Linked DNA regions of Columba livia: region 2 is linked to region 1. The links are chromatin contacts, called in public Hi-C maps. All regions are on one chromosome and are shown on one strand. Each heading gives the region's core, a stretch centred on a gene start, on an enhancer-like site or on the middle of the called end of the contact. The rest is flanking DNA. Distances are from core to core; before and after follow the strand shown.

The links. A called contact is a pair of places that touch in the nucleus more often than the background predicts.
Region 2: a Hi-C map of crop shows a contact between it and region 1, with 3 times the contacts expected there. The contact joins two enhancer-like sites. A contact is called at or near these places in 2 of 2 Hi-C or Micro-C datasets (crop and liver).

Annotation. Positions count from the first base shown.
Region 1 is chr7:23,243,616-23,250,821 of bColLiv1.pat.W.v2, forward strand. No RefSeq gene overlaps it. Among named protein-coding and RNA genes, the nearest start is that of ATP5MC3, 67 kb to the left of the region's middle. Within about 2 kb of position 5,701, at least 2 of the 3 cell types and tissues checked have an H3K27ac peak away from gene starts, as active enhancers do.
Region 2 is chr7:23,415,157-23,421,942 of bColLiv1.pat.W.v2, forward strand. No RefSeq gene overlaps it. Among named protein-coding and RNA genes, the nearest start is that of LNPK, 74 kb to the right of the region's middle. Within about 2 kb of position 4,580, at least 1 of the 3 cell types and tissues checked has an H3K27ac peak away from gene starts, as active enhancers do.

The sequences.
Region 1 (7,206 bases), core at 4,451-6,950:
TTCTGATGTTAACACAGAGAGGGAAACAGTAGCTACAGGAATCAAAGTAAAAATTTGTCTTTACTCACCATATTAAATTGTCCATGTTTCTTAGCACAGGGCTTCATCCTTCAGGCCAGTTACTCCCTGGGGATTTGCAGAGCTTACCTCTTTGAGCTTATTCTACCAGACATCTTCTTACAACGTTTTTCACTTGAATATTGTGACCCGAAAGACACTACTTTCAGTCTTGACTTTTTTTTTTTTTTTTTTTTTTTACCAGTAGGAGTCACTCTGCCAGAAAAATAACCTTAGCAAGTTTTTTAGGGTGGATTTTTTTGTTCCTGTTGTTGGGGTTTCTGTTTGTTGGGTTTTTTGTTTTGTTTTGTGTGTTGTTTTTTTTTTTTTTTTCCTAATCTTCCTGGCTTTTTATTCCAGTAGAGAATTGAAAAAAATTGAAATGTCCAAATTTTCCACAAAATAGAAATTTTGGCTCCTAACTGACACTCCAAATGAGTGCTAAGACTCACTTTCCTATTGTCATAGTGGCTTCTGTTTTTTCTGCTTAAATGTGTCATTTTGTGTTACTTATAAACTTATAATAATCAGAAGGTATCTGCATTTAGCATGGTAACACCTACCTTTTTGAGAAGTTTGTATATTGATATGGATCCAAACTTTGCACCTGAGGCCCACAGCTACTGGATGTGAGCAGGTTTTGGAAAATAAAGATGTGCCATGATGATGAGCATCAAATTAAATTACCCTGGAAATTGTAGCAGTGATGACTTCAGCTTATTTGGAGATGTGAGTCTCCCGAGTATAGACAAAAGCCAATGCTGGAAGAAGACATCCAGACCTGTTAGAGCTGAGCAAAGGCAGGGTGCTTGCTGGAGTCCCAGCCCCAGAGCTGAGGTCATTGGGAAAGCAGATTTTACTAATCATGTTGCACTCCTACCAGCCTACATGTCTTACATAGAGGAGAGGTGGTAACCAAGCTGTCTAGTACAGTAAAAGCAGAGTCTGGTAGAGAGATGCAGATGGGATGCTGCAAGAGCTGCGAATAGCAGGTGACGTGAGCTGGGTGGGAGCCCCGTCACGCCCTGGCAGACACGTGAGGCTCTGCTCTGCAAAACTGGAACCACATCACGGGATACACCCTGCAAATGGCTGGTCTGTCCAGCCCTTCAGGCAATAAGCCCATTTCCCCACATGTTTCAGGCTCAAATTCATCCCTGTGTGGGAGAGAGCACTTGCCAGGTACAGTGGAGGTTTTGCCATCAGGACTGCAGGAACACTTGTATGGGAGTCCTGGAGTAGTACAGGGAAAGGGCTCTAGGACTGCACCTCACAAGGGCAATACTGTAGGTATGTGATATGTCATCGGGTGATCATAGTTGAGAACATTTGTATTTTAGTAAGGAACAACTACACATGTTGATATGATGGCAGTTTTGCCTGAGGTTGGAGTGATCAAAGATCCTTGGAGCACATGGCTCTGCCCCACAGCCAAAGCCCTGGGGAGTTACACCACCCAGCACAGTTAACAGGTACAGTTGTGAAAGCTCTCAGACGCCTTTTTTCCTGCAAAAAAATATGCCTGACCTTCTGCTTAGGCAATGCAGCGCATGGTTGTTTTTACTGTCGTTCTGTCACTTTGCACAGTCCAGTTTTACTTCAATAATAAAAATATAGAAATATAATTAGCATCTTTGTTTTAAGGCACTGAATTTTTAAACTACCACGTGTGACAACTGCTATGGCAGTGAAATCGTTAAAATCATGTAAATGCTTAAACCATGTAGGCCTGGGAGATTATAGTTTCATTAGAGAAAAGGCTATAAAGTTAGACCTAGGTAATTACCTTTCCCATTAATGCTTGAAAATTCTTTGCTCCACTGAGAAGTGATTGTGGTGCATCATGCCTTCTGTGCTTTTACATCCAAACGGCAGGAGCCTTTATTTCATCAGCACAAACTGCAAGGAAACAGCGGCAGCCTTCCAGGTGTACTTTGCAAATTGGGGTTTAAATGTGGAACACATCAAATTAAAATTCAATATTAATTATTTTGTCTTGCTAGGAGCCTGAGTAGTTTAAAGCAGCAAGGGTAATTGTCTAACTCGTTGTATGTGTCTACAGCAAACTTAATCATTATGTCAGCTTCCTAATAAAAGGTTATTATAGAAACAAAGATCCCAATTTTACATATGGTAGGCAAGGGAGAATTCGAAGAGCTAGTCTCCAAGGTAGACTTGAGGTTCTTGACAAATGATGCCCATGCTGTGATCAGATACTTAACAAGAAATCTCGTTATTAACTAGGCCTGTACAGATAATTAGCACTTGAGCTTCAAATTTTAAATCTGGCTTGAGATGTATAATTTATCAAAAGCCCTAGCTCGCTGTCAAAGTCCTGTAATAAGGCAGTGTTATTGATGAATTGAGATTAAGAGCAGGTTGAAGAGAAAATTAGGCCACTGGTTAGTCTGAAAGGTCTGATTTCAATATTTGCAGTACTAATTTGGTATTATTTTGGTAAATGGATGTGGTCCCCAAGTGCTGCACAGTATAAAAGAATAAACTGTACGTCATTATTCTAACAAAAAAAGTATTGTTTACTGTATGCCGAATTTTGCAGCACTAGCAGTCTGGTTAATAAGCTTCTTTACAGGATAAGTGTACCTGGTTTTATTGCATTAATTTATTATAACACATAGAGAACACTGGGCTTTTATTCAGGGCTAGAAAATGTAGCTTCTTAACATTAAAAATTATATTACATTAGACTAATGATGATCAAGTATGCCAATCTCTAATTTAGCCATTTCATTTACATCATTGAATTGTCTTCCAAGCATTCTTTACACTGGAATGCAGATAAGTACCATTTTGTATATTCAAGCTACATAAAAAGAGCAATTTTTTTTTAATGATCGCCAGTAGCACTTCATTGCAAGCGGTTCCAAGAAAAAAATGAAAGAGTGACTGTATGCAATCTATCTACAGTAAACTGCAGCTGCAAAGGTGTTAGGTACACATTCGTGACCCTTAGTATGCTCAGTCTTTTTGATACATGTAATAAAATGACATTTAGAGCAATATCTGATTTCCAGAATTATGTTAGGGAAAGTGTAAGGTTGGGACAAATTCTGTTTGTTTTTTCAGGGTTTAAGTCTCAGCTCAAGCACACAGATCGTACCAGAGAAGTACTATGCTTTACTGTATACCCTGTCAAATATATATCAAATGCAACCGTGCAGCACTGTATATATCTTATATCTCGCATCAATATCCTCCAGCAAAATAATAATGTCAGTCGCTGCCTGTTTCCAGGAAACTTTGCGCTGACAATCCCCTGTAACCCGTTATTGGCAGCAGCTCCTTTCCTCGCAGTTTCCAGCTGTCCAGCGGGGTGTGCCAAGTCACAGCAGGACCTGAGGAGTGTTTGTATTCAACTGTGGCAAGAGCTTTATGGAGATTTGCCTTGTATATTGTGCACTTGCAGACAAGCGGGATTTCCAGGGCCCAGCGGGGGCTCCCCCGTGTTTATGCTGAGGTGGTTAGCTAGTTGGCAAATTGCTTTGGGCCAGAAACCTGTGACAGAGGAAAATGTATTGCATTAGCTTTTCTATCAATAACGTCTTAACGCTGACTTATAACACAATTGCTTTCATGCTGATCCGGCCTCCTAATTTTAATTTTAGGATTGATTCAGTTTTGCAATCAGGCAGCTTTGGTGATACTGGAAAGAAAAGCCCTTTCTTCCTTCCCTAGAAATAATATGCTGTTAAAGATACAAGCAACAAAGTATAAAAAAACTTCACTCTAATAAGCCATTGACTACTACATATTTACATCAATTTGGGAAACATCTAATCCTTTTGATATATATGCTGTTGTAATTTTAAGAAGACTTAAAATAATTTATTCTTTTAGATTTTACTCTGCTGTACAGTGGAGTAGCATTTTGCAGGACCACTTGAGTCTTGTAGGATTTTTAGTAGATTTGTAAGAGATCCAAAAAAAGGAGGGAACTGCCATTCTCAGCAGACAGAAATGCTAATTTATACTTTTGTGGGGGTTTTCATTCAGTTACTTCCAAGTGCTACCCACATATTATGAAGTGATTCTGATCTTGCTTACACTGAATGTACCTGTTCTGTGCAATAGTGCAATTTGACATCAAGAGACACTCCTGGCTGAATTAAGACTTACATCAGCGTAAGAAGTAAATCTGAGGAATTTTAAGATAAAAGTAATATGAGCTACAATTTAACATTATTTAGAAAAGTAATTTAGGAAGAATTTTATATCTTTAAATTACATTTTAAAATCAATTAAAAGATAAAAACTATTTAGATATCTCAGAATTTGAGAGAAAAATGAATATTTATATGCCAAATAGAAGCACGGGCACACCACAAGGCTCTTTCAATTTAGGACACTTTGGGACTCCTCAGATAAAGCCTGCTTTCTAATAAGCTTAACTACCCAACCGCCTGACTTTGAAGTCCTTTCACATGAAACATTCCCGCAGCTTGTATGGGGAGCTGCGCACACAAAAGATCGGCAGCAGAACGCATGTTTGTATATTTGATTATATTTGTATAGCAAAGACATATATATATAAAATGATATAACACTTTTCATGAATTGAGGCAGGAAATAACAGCTACCAGCGATCACTGTACAAAATAAAAAAATGCTTATTATATAATACCCGGCATCTTAGATCACCTTATTAAAGACAAATGGGTTTGGTACTCCAGCGGTTTGTACAGTGATTCCTACACCCATTTTTAAGCAATTTGGTAGTGCTGGTGTAAATGACCACATGTGGGCTGCACAAATAATAACACAGAAGGGATGCAGGCTTGAGTATTCTTATTTATATAATCACAATTAGGCAGTACTTATGCCACGCATGATAATAAAACAGGATTTTGCCAAGATAAATTCCTTCAGCTAACCCAGATCTGTTCCAACGCTGTGGATACTATTGTAATCTGCATGCTCTCAATGAGCCGGGCTACACACTGCCAGATCGAGGATTTCCTGTGCTGAGATATCACTAGAAGAAAGGCAAAGTTGTGCCTCTATTCGGTATGTTCCCTCACCGGTCGTAAAAATATTGACTTGGCATTACTAGTTCAACACGGGGCAACGAGAGCCTAGGCTTGACTGCCGCACTACGGGAAGGGCAGGCACACACCTGAAAAAAACCCCACCAAAACCAAACCAAAACACCCACAAAACAAAAAACCGAAACGAACAAACAAACAAACAAATACGAAACATTTTAACAGCAGAAATCTGAATGTTCAGCTATGTACTTTGGGGTGGCTCATGTTTGGGACTCCCTCCACGCCCCGAGCCCGGCTCCCGCCCGCGGCAGAGCGGCCCCGGCTCCCCGCCGCCCTTGCCTCCCGCCGCCGACAGGGGTCTCCAGCGCACCGCAGAACCGCGGGCCGGGCAGGGATGGGGCCGAGCCGAGGCCGGGGCCGGGGCCGCAGCGGCGGCCGGGGAGGGGCGCGGGGCCGGGGCCGCGGGTTCTGTCTGCGTGCGGCTGTTCGCAGCGGCTTTGTTGTGTTGCCATCAGGCGCTGCTTTTTGCGCGTTTAAAAGCCGGAGCGCCGGGTTTTGTCGTTTTGGTTTTGTTTTTGTTGTTTTTTTTTTCCCCCTAGGAAAGGAGCAAGAGCAGCCGCTTGGGAGGGAGGGATGGCTTTGGTCTGAGGCAGGGTGAGGACCCAAACTTCGGTAAAATTTAACATTCCTGATACAGAACGAAGTAAAATCGTGCATGGCTTTTCTCACTCAGCGTGTCAAAGCCTTCCTCTTTCCGTTTGGACTAGCCAGCTCTTTCCAACAGATATAATACTGGTACTTTAGCGTTCAGGCAACAGAAGGCAGAAAAACTCATTATGTTATAAATGATAGTAAATATTAGTGCCATTTTGTTATATGAACAAGATATTTGAAGTTAGTTAATTTTTAATGCACAGAGTTTTGGTTCTTTTTTTTAAAATACATTTTTATTTTTAATTATATGATTGGGGAAGACAACTGTCCAGAAAGCTTAGGGCATTTTCCAACTGGAATACAGCTCTATAGTCTGTGACAATATACAGTGGTTGATGAGTTAGTTCTAGAGGCTTCTGAATTTTAATGATGTTGGAGATGATATTGTGTGTCCTTCAGCTTGTTAGAGTGACACTAGCACTCCATAAATCATAATACCTGTGTATTGTAAAATCAATACAAAAGTGCTATCTCAGCACTAAACCTTAATAAGTTTTTCAGTGCTCTAAGAGCTTAAACTTTGCTGTAATGCTATTGGACCTGTAGGTTAGGATCAGAGCATGCTTAATTTGTTTTGTAATAGAGACTTTTCTTTAATGAAGGACCGATTAGTAAAGCTTTGGTTGCCACTCTGGTGATCAGTTGGCAGAACAGCCTCCGCAATTAAACTCATGTATCTCTGTCCTGAAGCAAAAAAGCAGGCTTAAACAGTCAATAAATGTTAATCCAGTCAGAACCTGTCTGTGCCTTTGAAGGCTGCCCATGAGGGGTTTTTCAAATCACATTTTTTTCATCTTGTTTTAAATATGGAGGTCCCCATAGAGCTGGTACGTAGTGTACAAGGCCTCCCACTGCTCTGTAATAAGATCTGGCATACTAACAACATTCTGTACAGATCTGTCATCTTTAGGTTTGTTTGTCCCTCCCCATCCCCTCATACCTACCTCTACAGTTACTGGTTATGAAAAAAAGCAGCCATCACATTTTACATTTCCTATACGTGAGAGTAAAAAGGCTGCTTTAAAAATCTTTCTACAAAACACGTTACTGTGGATGCGTACAATTTTCATAATTTACAGATATCTTCCTCAAACTTTTTTCTATTATTATTTGTTTCTTTGTGGGGTGATACTCAGGGGAGAAAGTTTATATTTATACATAAACTGCAAAGCATACGCGGGAAGTGTGGAGCTGCCAAACAACTACACTTAAAGCAAGCAAAAAGAAAAGTTGAACCTTATCTAGATTGTTGTTGCTCTCTCTAGGATACGCTTCTCATGAAATGCTGCCAGATATTTATCTAATTCTGTTTTTCATTCTTGTCTGCTTGTTTTCTTTTCCTACGAACAGGATTAAAAAAAAAAAAGGCAAGTTGATAACTAAAAGCAGAGGGAGGGTTAGCAGAAAGTTGGCTGATAGAGTTGGGAGG
Region 2 (6,786 bases), core at 3,330-5,829, 170 kb after region 1:
GCTTAAGAGAGATAGATAACAGGAAACAATTGAGCTGAAGTTAGATGCCCTTAAGATTTCAGAACTGCTGTATTTTAAACAAATTACCTTCAAGACAAATCCTGTCCAAATAAATAGAAGTTTAGAGTTTAAAAAAATCTTTTACTGTGTGTCATCAGATGTCTTCAAATATTCTATGTAAAGGGAAAAAAAGGATTTAAAATTCAGGTGTAGGTAACAGAAGATATTATCTTTTTAAAAGAATATTAAGAAATTCTGACTAACACAGAAGAACCTAGCCCAAACCAGCCAAAACTTAGTAAATTAAGCTAATTTTGTTCTTAAACAACAGTATTTTTAATAAAATGACAGTCACAGCTGAAAGAAATCATAAATGATATGAAGAATGCAAAGCTTCATAGTAGGCTTTGCATCTTTGATAATTTACCTTTTATTTATGGAACTTAACAGAGAGACTGCTGCTTGGAAAACAAACTCTTCTAAAGCCCAAAAATGATCTGTTTTCAGGGTACCTCCACGATGGTTCCATTTTGCATCAACCAGAACTTCAAAATTTAAGTAGTAACACTATGAATTTTTAAGTTGATAAGCATCTCCTAGTACATTTTGGCTACAAATGCTCTAAGTACAAAGTACTTGAGTGAATAGACAAGCAGTAAAATATCTTCCTTATGAGGTAAAATGCAGCCATTACTGCCTGGAACACTTAGCTGACGTGGTTTCTTATGATTCCCAATGTTTCCTTGCCTCAGTGTAAAACAGAAAATGAAGATGACTCAAGGTGGGGAGATAATTCTTTAAAGTCACATCTTTCATTCTCAATTTACTGTAAAAATTTTTAGAAGTCTATGCATGTTAGTTATAGTAGAAAAACAATATGATTATAAGTGATAAGTGCGCCCATTAAACATTGCTTAAGTATATATATATATTAAATACTACAGGAAGTTTTTGATGTATTTATGAGGACAGTTCTGTAGCTAAGACCTGGGGCTGAAGTTCAGGAGATAGGAAAGCAAATAAAGCCTGGTTCAGTTACTGTCGCTCCTTGCTTCTGCTTCCAGCGATGAAGTGAAAACAACTCTTTCCACCTTGCAAGTTTAGCTCTTAAACCCTTTGGGACAGGTATTTTCATCACAGCACTATACCACACTCTTGTCTTGGGGCCCCTCTGTATTGTTCTATTGCAAATAAGCAATGCAATATTGAAAATCAGCCATAACAAGAGGAGGTAATTTTGCTTTTGGCTACTATTGTCCCCTTTTAGCCCAGGTGAGCCCTCACAGACCTACGGCTGCCAAGCATCAGGCTGCAGAGAGAAGTCAAGACACCTCCATGTGTCACTGCCTGCCAAATGGCAAGAGTAGAAAGGTCTGTGGCACCCTAAAAGGCAGCTATTGAACAACAGAGGACAGTCAGAAAGTAAAAACGTGGAAAACAAGCATTTATGCTCCCTGCCACCTGTATTTGTTGGAAGCCAAGAGCGGTTTCCACAAGGCACACTCAAGTTGGCTGGGGAGGGATGGATGAGCAGGGGAGGAGGGGGAAGGTAGCACCAGACACCACCCGCTACCCAACTTTCCCTTCCTTTCCAGACCTCTGATTTTGCTAATTTTCCATGTGCCATCTGCCCTTTCCTGAGGCACACCCCACACAGGGTAATGCATAGCTGTTGCTCCAATCCTGCAAGCAGTGATCTGCAGGCTCCCTGCATTTTCCTCTCTCTGAATAGAGGGGTTCAGCTTCCACCAAGATTTCCCTTGACAAGTTAAGCATTGCTAAGCACGAAACACATCTTTCCCTCCTCTGTCAGTCAGCACTGCAGGTTCTCAGCAGTCAGACACCTGAATTCTACAAAAGAAGATGTGCCAGGAGCATGTTCTCTTTCCCAAATATTGTTTTTAAGACATCTGAAACAACATACCTCTCATCTTGTCACCAGAAGTGAGCTCTCAGCTACTGAGAGCTTGCTTTTTCCCCTAACTTTAGAATATAGGCCATATAATAATTTTGAAATACCAAAAGAAAGCTCTGCACAAACATTTCCTGCTCCAAACAGTTGTAAAGTATATCAGATCATATCAGCAGAAATTCAGTGGTACTCAGTTTCAAGAGCCAGACCATGTCCAGATTAGACAGTCCATCAACCTGATCTTGGTGCTGTATATGTTACTGACTGAATAAATCAGGGGTTAGTGACACTTGGGAAAGGAGATAGATGATACATAGATACATAGGTAGGTAGGTAGGTAGGTAGGTAGATAGATAGATAGATAGACAGATAGATAGATAGATAAATGGAATGATATTATATAATGATGTGGCCCTTAACAAGAGGTTGTTTTTCTACGTCCATCAGGACGAGCCTCTTCAGAGACTTGCAGCACTTCCCTGAGCCAGCAGTCACAGATGTTTCTTCTGGGCTTGATAATGAGGCCTTGACTCTGTTTGCATCAATGTGTCTTCTTCAGCCATGACAGAATTCCCATCAATTTCACATCGATATTAGTGGGGACTGCAGTTGCCTTAGAAATAGGCTGAGTAAAGCTATATCAGAGCTTGGCTCTCACTAACTCCTTGCCCAACCACAGACATGCAGATGTTTGGGCAGGTGGGAGGGAGAAGAACAGGCAGAACAGTATCATATAGCATATATTATCACCATCTCTACTAAAAAAAGAGTTCTAATCATTTCAGGGAAAAAAGAGAAAGCCACTTATACCAATGGTGTAATAAAACTACTTATAAGTTACTACACTCTGAACAAGTTTCCTCTAACCTCTCCCATCAAAGGAGTTCAACTCACTTAGAGTTTTAAGCTTGCAAGGATAATTTGTCCTCTAAAATCTAGAGCAGTTACTTTTCTGTATAAAATTTATTTAAAACACTCCTTCTAAGTGAAGTGCTTCCACTTTGCTGGTGTGTGATTTGTTTGCTTCATGTTTGCAATGAAGGTGACATTCCTAATATCCTGAAAACAACCACAGAAAAGTAGACACAAAACTGTGTCAGAGAAACTCCTTTACTTCTTTGTCTCACCCCCATATGTAATAATTTTGACCCTCATATCCTATCATGTTTATATTCAGAGGATCAGCAATAGCAAGCACACAAATATTTCAGTGCCCATCATTGTTTGCTTGTTTGTGTTCCTGAAAGAAACAAAGTGGTGGGAAAGTTAATTGTAGTAGGAGCAGCACTTGGAGCAAGATGATTTTCAGCATATGTTCCTCTAAGTACAATATTAGAGGCCTTTATACACGAGTTACCAACTTAAAAATCTTGAAAAACACACCCAAATTAACTTTTACTGTTTAGCTCGTGATATGAAGGACCAACCCAAAGCCCAACTGCGAGATCAGTAACCACTAGGGTATCATTAGGGACCAAAAGAAAAAAAAAAAAATTACGATTTTGTGAGTATCATGCAAAAAGGAAGAATTCTGTTTGAATTACTCACGTAACAGATGTTTGCTAGGATCCACCATGCAGCCTGCATACACAGTTATGCTAATTTGGCACTGTTTCCCTTCAAGTTAGCTCTGAGTCATTAGAGCACGCAGCTAGTAGGTCCTTCTGTCTAACTAATAATTGCCTATTATTGATATTAATTAACATTTTTTGCACCTTCCCTCAGTTTTGACCTAGTATCTGTTGGTAGTCTAATCACAGTGGCCTATTAAAAGTCAAAATACAGAGGCCTATAGCAGTCACGAGCCATTTATCAAAAAGCAAACAAGGCCAATTAAACAGGCAGCCAGACAGTTGTCTTGATTTGCCGCTGACTGTTTCTTGATCACCATTATAAATTGCTAATCGGGCAGAAAGTGCTAAACAGTGCATCTGCAGGGGGTGGTTATTGCTCATTCCCTGCCTGGTGACAGGTGAGGGAGGCTAGTGATGGTCTTATTGATGTGAACTCCCCATCAGTTGGTAGTTATTGTTAAAGTTCATGATGCTACAGCTGATCCTTTCCTGCTGAGAGTCAATCAAATTAATTAGTGCCAGAAATTCTTCTGTATTATTCTAACACAGAAATACAGGAAGAACATACTGTAATTTAGTTCTAGAGGCACTGGGAAAAAATCACCGTGTATTACAGAGTGGGGGGATAAAAAAAAAAAAAAAGCAAGAAAAAAAATCAAATATTGCTTCTTCCATTATTTTATAATAAGGGCTGCGGCTAAAGGTTTTTATAGCCACAGATCAAGAGATCATAATAGAAGCATATTGACAGATTTTTTTTCTGCAATACTCCAAGGAACTGGCTGTAGCAGGAAAATATATCAAAACCTTATCATCAGAGCTGAGATCTTCTGTGAAAAATCAATAAAGAGTTATACATGGTTTGAGTTTAAACAGTTCTCTGTAGTCATTTAAACATAGTGCATCTGTGCAGGTTTTTACCTCTGGAGACTGGTGTAGCCTAGCAACTGCAAGGCTTAAACCGATTAACTACAAATGAAGTACTGTACGCCTATCAAAGCAATTGCTCATGGTTGCCTTTGTTGCAGGGGCTGAGCTAATTGAACATGATACAGTATGAAGATAATTAACACCCATGAGTTTGTTAATTGTCTGTTAGCGTTACACCGTAGTCTCTGCATATCTTTTTAACTTGTTCTTCTGCAGCATCTTCCTCCCTTAAAAGGGTGCAGGACTCATTTAGTTGGCAATGATATCTTATAGTTTATTAACCCTTTTCAAAGGAAAAAAAAATAACCCACATGTAGTAATGAAGCAAACGTATGCTCTAGTCAAACAAAAACTCCCACTTAGCTCAAGCAATTTACAGGGAGAAGAAATTTGGTTTACATAGACTGTACAAAATATGTTTATTTTCAGGGCTAATTTGTTTCAAGTGATTTAGCCATTATAAATACTTTAAAATATCTTTTGTGGGCTGCTTTTATGACTCAGCTGCTCTCCCTTCTAAAGCGAACGATAAATGTCTTTTAGGGTTGGAATATTAATTGAAGGCAGCATCTGGTCAGCAGCTGACCTCCCGTACTTGTCTTTGTTGACTACCCAGTTAAAACTAACAGCTTATTTGCTTTATTTACCAGCTTCCCTTTCCATTCTGGGGGTGGAGGGCTAAGCTCAATTTTATTTATGCCAAAAGGTAGTGCCAACTAATATAAAATAAAATTGATTTTCCACAATCTATTAATCTGAAATAGATTAAATCTGAGCAAATTCCTTTTAAATGGGTTATAGTGCTTGGGAAAGTATTTCCTTTATTATACTATCTTCTGGATTTGTGAAGGATGTATATGAAAGCTCATAAAGACTATGTAATGCATGCCATAAAATTATATAGGACATTTCCTTATAAGGAGGCAATGCTTAAAGCGAAGCAAAATATAAGCAAATTAGGTAAAAACAGTGGCATTTGGTTGCCATAGGCAAGTCTCTGATGTTTAAGCTCCACTTTTCCAACACTGAATGTAAATGTCTTGGTTGTGTCACAGTTGTTTAGAGTAGATTTTCTTAAATGATCTTGGGTTTCTGAGCTGTTACTGTCATAGTTAATTCTTGCAGAGAAGCTGTTCCCCTGAGAAACACTACTAGTGCCCAATTACAAGTTCCATCATCAATCATAAGTATTATTTATTCAGCAAAATGAATTGCTAATTAATAACTGATGAGCATTATGGCCTTGAAGTCTGTAACACTATTAATTACCTTGGCAATTGGGATTCTGCTGGTGAAGGACTACCGAGCACATTTTCCCAACAATTAGTACGGAAGATTACATGGTGCATACCTGCTATGATAACAAGGGGGTGATGATCTCTAAGGCTTTTAGAGAGCCATGTAGCGTCTGCGAAGAATAAACAAGATTACAGTCCTACTGCGCCTGACTGTATCCTTGAAATTGTTCAGTGACAAAGAGAAAACTGTTTTGTACAGCATGTCAACTGGAAGATTTGGCATTGCCTCCTAGAAGGAGTGTTCCCACACAGAAGCAATGTGGCAGCAGTATGCTCGGGGTAACGCTGCTGCCTTATGCCTGGTACCCGGGGCTGTTTGGAGTGTGGAGTGTGGTGATGAGTACACTGACCCGCGACTTCAGACCTCCAGCAACTGCCACCTACATGGTCTCATATACATTAACATCACTGTAAAACTGAATATTTAATGAGAAAAGAAGAACACAATCCACATAAAGAGCAGCTTTTCTGGTGACTTGGGTATTCACGATTCTGATGCTAATGTTGCTCTACAAGTTGGTGATTTAGTCCCAGTCCTCCTCCCAGCCATCTTCTGCTTACTCTTCTACGCCTGTGCCACCTTGCATTTTGAGGGTAAATTCCTTGGGGCAGAGAGTGCATTTATATTTGTCTGTAAAGTATCCAGAATACCTATGGAGCTGTACAAACAATTTGAATGTTGCCCAATAAACTGCAAGACTAAGATCAGCTCCTGCCACAACACCAAGATTTCTTTTCTGATTGTCAATAAAAAAGTTAAGCTACTGCAAGAACTCAGCTAAATTCCTAGACTATGTGATAGCCGCATTGTGATAAAGACCAAAACTATTACTGTGGAACACAAAAGACTCTAATGTGGTGTATGCCCTATAAAAACACAATTTCCAGCTGCAATACAAAAGTAAAGCCCTATGCAAAAGCCATCACATTTGCATCTGTTTTCTTTAAAGTGCTGAAACAGGCTAGAGGATGTTGGAAACGTGCTAAGTCTATCTTTTCTGGACTGCTTTGATAGCAGGCTGGTGGCCAGCCCCTATTGTCATTTTAACTCCTTACTCCAAGGCTAAAATTT